Linked DNA regions of Zea mays: region 2 is linked to region 1. A link is a contact called in public Hi-C data. All regions are on one chromosome and are shown on one strand. The core of a region is the stretch at or near the end of the contact, and the rest is flanking DNA. Distances in the headings are between cores, read along the strand shown. Region 1 has its middle 3.3 kb from the start of LOC109942342. Region 2 holds the start of LOC100192049 (MACPF domain-containing protein).

The links. A called contact is a pair of places that touch in the nucleus more often than the background predicts.
Region 2: a contact with region 1 is called in a Hi-C map of leaf, with 5 times the contacts expected there. The contact joins the promoter of LOC100192049 here to the enhancer-like site in region 1. A contact is called at or near these places in 8 of 25 Hi-C or Micro-C datasets (bundle sheath, ear, leaf and 1 more) and 1 of 3 datasets of contacts at active chromatin or transcription factors (leaf).

What each region holds. Positions count from the first base shown.
Region 1 is chr9:1,950,556-1,955,136 of Zm-B73-REFERENCE-NAM-5.0, reverse strand. No RefSeq gene overlaps it. Among protein-coding and RNA genes, the nearest start is that of LOC109942342, 3.3 kb to the right of the region's middle. Within about 2 kb of position 1,991, at least 13 of the 20 cell types and tissues checked have an H3K27ac peak or open chromatin away from gene starts, as enhancers often do. A contact at or near this core is called in ear and leaf, where this site is marked.
Region 2 is chr9:2,054,147-2,058,727 of Zm-B73-REFERENCE-NAM-5.0, reverse strand. LOC100192049 (MACPF domain-containing protein) reads right to left here and starts at 2,677. Exons shown (of 8, transcript NM_001365510.1): 1 at 2,139-2,677; 2 at 1,755-1,996; 3 at 1,362-1,563; 4 at 1,191-1,277; 5 at 933-1,116; 6 at 670-839; 7 at 517-581; 8 at 1-415. The coding sequence starts at 2,432.

The DNA of each region.
Region 1 (4,581 bases), core at 742-3,241:
GAACCACCCGGGAAAACAGTGCTACCACAAGGGTTTAATGGGACGCCCTTGGCCGATTAACTAGGAAAGCTAGTGGAAGACTACCTTACCCGAAAGGGGCAAGGGCAGTAGGGGAGTGGTCAGTGTAGGGAGGCCCTCGGGAGGATTTTGCTGCGATGGCGGTCCTGCAAGGGATTCCTGCATTGGAGCTTCCTATAAACTGTAGCGGGTTTTCTGAAGCTAGTGGAACTTTGTAAAGGCCTCGTAGTGTTACCCTGCCTCGCCTCCTCGGTAGAGGTGTATGGGAAGTCGCGATCCCTTGGCAGATGGGTAACATGACTTGTGGGTAAAGATGCGCAACCTCTGCAGAGTGTAAAACTGGTATACTAGCCGTGCTCACGGTCATGAGCGGCTCGGACACTCACATGATTAATGTATGGAACTTAAATTCAATTTGTCATATGCATTGCATCGCAGGTGATGTTGTTACTTCTGTTCTACTATTTAATTGGGTTGGTATTTACTTATACTTAGTAATGGCTAATAAAATTTTGACCAACTTTAAAAGCAATGCTCAGCTTCAGCCATCCTCTTTGGTAAGCCTGACACTTCACATGAGCTCCCACCTTTGGCGAGTTCATACACATTATTCACCACAACTTGTTGAGCGATGAACGTATGTGAGCTCACTCTTGCTGTCTCACACCCCCCCCACAGGTCAAGAACAGGTACCGCAGGATGAGGCGCATGGAGGATGCTGTGACGAGTTCGTGAGAGGTCTAGGTCGTCGTCTCCCAGTCAACTTTGGGTTGCTGGACCGTTGTCTCCTTATAATGTAATTATCTATTTATTTTGTATAGAACTCCTGTTATGTAGTAAAGATGTGACGTTCGATCCTGTGCCATGATTCATCATATGTGTGAGACTTGGTCCCAGCACACCTGGTGATTATGTTCGCGCCCGGGTCTTGGTGCCCCGAAACCCGGGTGTGACAGGACAATTAGAAAATGTGGCAACCATTTTGTTTCTAGTAAAAATCAAGAACTTAACAGGAGAACGGCAAATAGTATGCTGCATAGAAACAACAGAACACGATATTTCACTTTATACGCAGGAATATCAATGATGAAAAGCATAATTGATTGATGCATCAACAAGTAGCATATCAAGAAATGCAATTATCTAAAATTTGTATATCGACATCAACAAAATATGGAATTGTCTGGTTGGAGAGTACAAGTATCAACAACGACTAACTGAATCAATCAAGCAAACAGACAGCAATAGATGATTTATGGCTAGGGGCTTGCTCCATATAACTCGACTAAGGAAAAAACAAAAAGTGCAAAGCTTGTAAAGCTGTTCAGAGACCACTTCATCCGAGAGATCTGAGCAACCAACAGCGCCAAGATTCCTGTTGGACCGAGCGTTGCCTCTTTGAAGCGAACGATTAAAGATAATAATAACTTTGGAATGCACAACGAACATTGCCAACAATCAGCGATTTCAGCAACAAAAACACAAGCCACTATTAAATTGCTAATTTTTTCCCAAGGCGACAGAATCTACCACTAGTACACGTTATCCTACAGTTAAACTGCCAACGGGAGCTAAACAACACGCGTACCAGTCGTTATTCCATTCATTTCCATTAGATTCCAGCAGGCCCTGCACGTACTCCTCTCTCCGCTTGGCAGGCGTCAGCAGAACGATCTGTGGCATCCAGGTCCAGCTCGGCGTGGGGAACGGGAAGGGGGAAGTTGGGCTAGTTACCTCGACAAGATTCATGACAGCGGCGGCAGAGAGCGCCGGCTGCGATCAGCCATTCCTTCGCCCGCTCACCTATCTCCGGCTGCCGCTAAAACCCTTCGAAGTTCGAACGAACCGGCTGCTCGAACAAAATAAACGTTTCATCGTTTCTAGTTCTAGGCTGTCGGCGCGGCCCGCTTCTATCTGATGACTGCTGTTGTAGAGTCAGACGAAGGGCCACGAATTTGTGGTGGGCTGATGGGCTCACATGCCTCTAGTGTCAATTGAGTATGGGCTGTCTGCTCGACATATGGTCTACGTAACTACAGTATATACTAGACTGGTTATTATAATTGCTTATAATCTAAGGTCCATTAGTTAAGGTGCTTAAGCAAGAATCGCCGATGGATGGAATGACACAACAATCGTCTTGATCCCAAAGGCAAGTAATCCAATTATGACCTTGTTCGGTTATTACTATGTCTCATGAATTGGAAAAAAATTATGAAAATTTTTGACTTGTTATGGATTGAAACTCATCTAATCCCCTCTAATCCATATAGATTTTGATGAAACAAAACAAACAAACGCTACTATGACACAATTTTAGCTGATCGGTCTTTTGGTAACGTGGTGTACAAGGCCATTTAAAAGATGCTAGCAAATAGATTAAGAATGGTTTTGCCAGATTATAAGTGGTCATCAAAGTGCCTTTGTACCATAGACTGTCTCCAATAGACTGTATAAAATAGGAGACGAGTAACTGTAGATGACAATATTTGACACTATTTGCAGAGAGAAGTTTGAAATAGGGGATGAGATAGAGGATCTGCTGGAGATAGCCTTACAGGCTTATCACATATAATATATGTATTGCCTTTGAAAACACACATAGAAATAGAATAAAGAAGAAATGTGTTAAGAGTGCCTTTTTGCGATAGAGTTGGATATGCATAAAGCCTGTGATGGAGTGGAAAGGATATTTTTGGAGGAAATTATGCTAAAAATAAGTTTTAACCGAAGATGGGTGCAACTGATAATGTCTTGTGTGTCTTAAGTCAAGTATAATGTTAGGTTCAATTCCATGGAGAGAGATGTGTTCACGCTAATAAGAGGATTATGTTAGGGTGGTTCTTGTGGCAGAACCTTCCAAGTTATCGGGCCCACATGCACCTGTCCCCATCTCAAAGACCTCAGACGGCTATGCATGTACACCAGGTAACTTAAAAGGATCCGTCCGAGTGTCCCAAGGATCTCAGATAAACCACTTAAACCAAGATTGCAGGATTAAGTAAACACAAATCACACACCAACATTTGCAGCGGAATTTCTTTATTACAAAAAGTTACAAGTTACATTAAGATTTCATTATACAAGATCGGAGTGATTATAAAATAAATCTAAAGTATTTCACTTTAAATGATGTATAATTTTCATAAGTTTGAAATACATGCTAGCTTTAGTGACCATCCTCAATAAGAAGTATAGAAGAGTTACTTAGACCTATAAGAAGGCTGTACCCACCGGTGCTTATCACCATCCACACCAGCACAAATCTAGTACTGCAACAACATGGGTTCGAAAACCCTGAGTACGAAGTGTACTTTCGCAAGTCTTACCCGTTTAAGGAAGAAGACTCTCAAGGATATGTTGGCTTTTGGGAATCAAGGTAAAGCTTATCAAGATTCAAAGACTCTTTTTGCAGAAAAGCTTATTATGAGTGGATCCTTAAGAATTCATTTTACTTGTTAGGTTAAGTAGTTACTTGCATCTAGATTTCTTTCTATTCTAGATCAAGCACTTGGCCTGTACTAGCCGTCTTTTATCATCCCTTAAGTTCACTTGTCACTACGTGTAGGTCAGTGACCAAGTCTTCATGTCCGAGAAGTAGCGGCAATCTGAATCGATTAATACCCAGCTGGGGATCTCCAACCACACGACATATGTAGCACTAAACCCTTGCATATGTCAACTCGCACCCGGGTTTCTCAAGACCAGAATGGGTTCACGCCAACCGAGAGCACAGATACCGTCCAACCTCTTGCCACGGAGGGTACACGCTACTTTCGCCATCTCTCCACTCCCATTGCGTGGTGGCCTTTCTGGTATTGGTCCGACCGAGGCAAAGGTTACCCATGATGAGGCATGTGGCCAGTTAAAAGGTCCTCCTCGATCATCAAGCCTACATCGACTTGGTCCTTAAACGACTCAGATGGAGACATTACACCGAGACTCCCTTCTCGTGCAAGTCACCCGCTCGGTCTCGTCTTCTCTACAACTATTAAGACTCATCTGTAGACTGCCCCCGCTCCGCACGCACAACTGCCTCCCGCACCGGACGCGCAGCCGTCCCCCGCACGCCCACGCGCCGCAGCCGCCACGAAACCCCTGCTCCCTGCCCGCACCGCACGCCTAGCCGTCCTCCACACGCTCGCGCGTCGCAGCCGCCGCGAAACCTCCGCTCCCTGCCCGCAGCCAGCCAGCCCCTTCCCTTCCCCAGCAGCAGTCTCCAGCCGCAGCCATGGCCGAGCCACCGCCGTCCACCTCCACCTCCGACCCCGCGCTCCCCACCACTGCTACAACCACCTCGTCGGTCCCCAAGTCATCGTCTCGCCCCTCCCCCCGCCCCCGGGGCCTCCTCGATCCGCTCGCAGCCTCCGCGCGCTCCCTTCCTCGGCGAGATGCCTCCGTTTCAGCGACCGCAGGGCGCGCCGGATCGCCGCCCTACTAGCCTCGGCCTTGGCCATCGTCCTGCACACACCCGGCAACAACAGCAAAGCGACCCCTCGTGTCAGGCAAACAGCAAAGAAGAAATAAACTTCGTTAGCTGCCGAGTTGAAGGATTCCAAACAT
Region 2 (4,581 bases), core at 1,428-3,927, 100 kb before region 1:
GCCGCCGGAGCCCGAGGCCAGCGACTTGGACAGGAAGAAGCTCCCTCTGCCCGATGACAGCCTGGTGGCGGCGCCGTGCGCCCACCTGGACTGCACCACGGCGTGGCCCGGCAGCCGGGCGTACAGGAGCCTGAGGTGCAGGATGTTGGTCGAGTCGTGGGCCTTGACGTGGAGCTGCGCGCCGGAGACGACGTACGCCGACGGCGGGCCGGCGCCGGCGCCGGCCCAGCGAGGGTCGTACTTCACCGGCACCGTGCACACGTGCGCGAACATCCTCCACTGGACCGGCTCGTAGTACCGCGCGTCGGAGATCGTCTCCGACCCGCGCCACACCGCCGCCGGCGGCTGCTCATTGGCCGGTGTTCCGCCGATGAACGCTGGGGTGTTGGACAGATGCTGCAGGTGGATGCCTAGGCTGGCGAACGAATTAAGGGTCCCAGGTCGTTAGTTTCATCCAGAAGAAAGAACCATAAGAACGACAGGGACTGGGCGAGAAGTGAGTTCCGATGGACTTGCCGGTTATTTTTCTTGCCCTCCAGATGTAGTCTCATCCCGGTGACGGGTAGTCTTGGAACAACCACCTGTTAAAAGAAAACCATTTTGACAGATTCATTTTTATTCACATGAGATTTCAGGTGGTGTTCGAAAGCACTCTCGAGCCATTTTTACCTCGCTCGAGCTGACGTAGAGCTTGGAACCGACGAGGCTGAAGTTCAAGGCCGGACTAGGAGCCTGCCGGTTGGAGCAGGGCCCAAGTGGCAGGTCACCGAGCACTGGAGCCCACAGTCTGTGGTGCTGGAAGTCCAGGAAGTACCTCAGCTCGCCTGTCGGAGGTTTGTCTGTCATGGAACGAACAGAAGAGAGGCATGGGCACAAGCTTTCCAGACCATCCAAGTTTTATACGTGTATTCGATCTTGTTGTGTGTACTGACATCTGAGATACAGGTTGATGGCGTGGGAGAGGAAGCCGACGCCGCTCACGCCCTTGAGGAGGGACGTGATGGGCACGAGCTTGAAGCTTATCGCGTCCGGCGTCGCGGGCACGGTGAGCAGCCACTCCGAGTGGTCGCTCGCCGCCGCGTTCCCTCCCCTCTTGGAGTGTATCACCGTCACGCCCTGCATCAGTTCAGTTCAGTTCAGCTCCTCCTCGCTCGCTGTTAGCTGTGACATGTGGAAAATTACTGAGCTACCTCTTTGCAGGACACTGGAGTAGCCATTATTCCTTGGAGCCCTTGCTGTGTCACTTGGGCATCGAACACATTGAACGCCTCAGGGACCTGTTTGTGATCCACATCCAGCAGTCCAGTTGAGTAACATAGGAGAGGGGGGGTGTTGAGCTGCTCTGGTCTGGTGTCGCTGACCTTAGATTTGTGTTCCCTGAGTTTGCGGTTGGAAGGGGGCAGGGTGCAGGTCCCGGTGAAGAGCTGGTCACCGAGCCTGTCGAGGTGCTCCTTGATCTCGGACGGGGACAGCGGAGACGACCTGTCCTGCTTCACGTACACCACGTCCTGCCCACCCAAGCCCAGCCCGACAACGATGTGGGTCCCGTACCTCTCGATGAAACTGCATGCTCACAGTCACAATTTTCGGTTCAGGGGGCCTGGAAGGTTTGAACAGGTCTAATAAGTCCTGGCATTGCAGGAAGCTTTCAACTCGCCGGCTGCTGTGCGATTTTTTCACACACCACGTGGCACAAGCATGTGGGGGACGATTTCGCATCGCACCCTTGGAATTGGAAACCCACATTATTTTACCTTGCTATGGCTGCCGGGTCCCATGCCGCCGGCACGTCGCCGACGACGTGGTCGGCGAGGGCGAGCGGCCGGCAGTCGAGGCGGAGGTCCAGGAGCGAGATGAAGTAGCCGTCGAAGGCGAGGCACTTGGTGGCGGCGGCGTCCTCCGCCCACGAGCCGCTCTCCAGGTCGAAGCAGGAGTTGAAGAGCCCCGACGGGATCTTCCCCGCCAGCGAATTCCGGTGGTTGAACGCCTCCGACATCTGCACCACCAGGTCAACATCGCAAAATCGAACTCAAGAAATTACGCTTTCAGCTTCGACGACTTTGTTTGTTTTTTTTCCCCACCCCCTCCCTACTCCAGTACGCAAGAAAGAAACTTGGCAGCAGGAAGAACAAACCAACCTTGTTGAACTCGAGCACGTCGGACCTGAACCTGATCCGGTCGCCCTTGCCGCACCTGACGTCGGCGGGCAGGTCGGCGACGACGCCGAAGCCCGGCACGACGGCCTTCTCCGCCGCCTTCCTCCCGGCGCTCCGGACGACCAGGCAGCCCCCCGCGTCCTTGCAGTGCTTCAGCCTCAGGTCGCCCGTCATGTCGACGCCCCTGCCGAGGCACCGCACCGCCTTCTCCACGGCCGCCGCGCCGCCTCCTCCGGCCACCGTGCCCCAGCCCGCCACCTCTCTGCTCCTAGCCATGTCTCCTTGGCTGCGTGATGCAACGATCCTGTTCTATCCTATTCCTAATTAACACGCCATTGTTTGAGCACCAGCTTGCCAAGAAACTTGCCAGGAGGAGGAGATGAAGCTGCTCAGGATGTCAAACAAGGCTGGTGACTGATCGTTCCTCTTCTTCGCGTGTCCTGTCCTCGGCTTAGCTGGGACAAGCAAGCAAGCAAGGCTGGTGACTAATTGGAGTTTGACACTTGCGGCATGCAGCTGGGAACACGTAATGGAGAAAATGAAGACTCCATCCAACCTGCAGGGGGGTTGGTTTATATATATATAGGGAGGGAAAGGAGAGAGGCGATGACAGTGGGAACTGGGACATGGGTTAGCCAGAGCCTAGGTTGACTGCGGAATTTGTTTCCTTCGGCACAAATTCTTGAATGGAACCGTTTCCGCCATTATTTTATGGGTGGCCAAGATTTACCGCTCCAGCTTGATGGGCACCGCCGAATTGAAGGGCGAAGGCGTCAAAACCGCTGGTTTATTTTATTCGTCGGGACACGCACACGCCGCCGTCGACTGTAGTTTGTAGTAGCCTGCAGAGCTTCGATCGATCATGTGGTCCTCAAAACGCTGCAGATTTCAGATCGTTTCGATACCATCCGGAACGTAACCATCAGAGGGACGCCGCCGAAGGCCCGAGCTCCATTGATGTCCCTATCGCGTCACGTGCCATGCGCACCGGAATGTCTTGCCTATGAACAGATCAGGAAATCAGAGTGGCTCACCTGGTTGGTTGTGTTCAACGACTTTCTGTGAGCGCTCTTGTCAGAAACGAGTCTTTAACAATTTTAAGCTTTGTTATTAGTCTGGTCTCATCAATCTCTTACGAAATTTCTCATACAAGTAGTTAGGGCGGGGCGTGTAAGCATCTACTCGTATAGATAAGTGTCCGTGCATATATATGGTACTCCTTAGTTCTTAAATATATGACGCCGTAAATTTTTAAGTCATACTCAAACAGTTTTAAGTGATAAAACAAAATATAATAAAATAAATAATAATTAAGGCGACCGCAAGAGAAGTAAATAGACACCAATGGATTTTCACTCAAAGATGATCTTGGCTTCCTTACCAATTTCATCCCTGAGCGTGATCATATGCCCTGAAAATTTCACGATGAGTACAAACGCCAACTAGTAGCTAGATATATACTAAAAGCTGGTTAGAGAACATAGCGAAAAAAATACTAGAATTGAGAATGTGAACAACCAAATAAAGACTTAAAACAATATTGAGTAAAATGGCTCTACTCGATCGGGGTGCAATACCAGATCATCCTATATAAACTTGAGTTGCCCCAGATTTTTGGATTGAAATAAACTAATGCATAAGGTAAAATAAAACAGTTGGATTGATTCGATTGGCTTGTGTGTATAGTGTCGAGCTAGTGGAAGTCCAAGGCTTCCATTAGTAACGAGAAGCCCTAGCCAATTAGCGGATTGGGGCAGCCCGCAGGTCTTCTGGTCCGGTCGGACCAAAGCGTAAATCATTTGCGAAAAAAGCATAAACCGGTTCATCTTTTAGCGTAAACTGTTGAGCTGTTTCGCGAACGAGATACACGAGAAAATCACAAACGATAAATGGTAGTTTCCGATAATATCGCATGGTATGCATGTCAGCGGAAATTCGATCCATAAATATATAGAGAATATTGCGTAACCGATTTTATTTAGTAGCGTAAATACAAAAACTGTTTCATAACAAACCGAGATAAAATCGCCCGGGTTGTAGTCACGTTTCCGAGAATATCTCCGTGCATGCATGAACAAGCTAAATGGACCGTAAATGAACACAAAAAATTGCGTAAAAGTGACTAGCGAAAATTGGACAACGCGGTGCATATAAGAAAGAATACTGGCAGCGTCTCTTCATAATTGAACCATGGCTGACGATGGAGAACACGATATAGGTGATGTTTCTTCTTCAACATGGCGCAATGTTGCATCAGGTGAGTTAAAAACTGACGTGTTCCATCGTTTTGTAAATACATAGTAAAATATGCTGGACGACGTGCAGACTCATGCGGTGGTGTACCAGCAGCGCATACACTTAAGACGTTGGGAGGAGCACATGCATCGCTTAGCCTAACACTTGAATCTCCGAACAGTACTGCGAG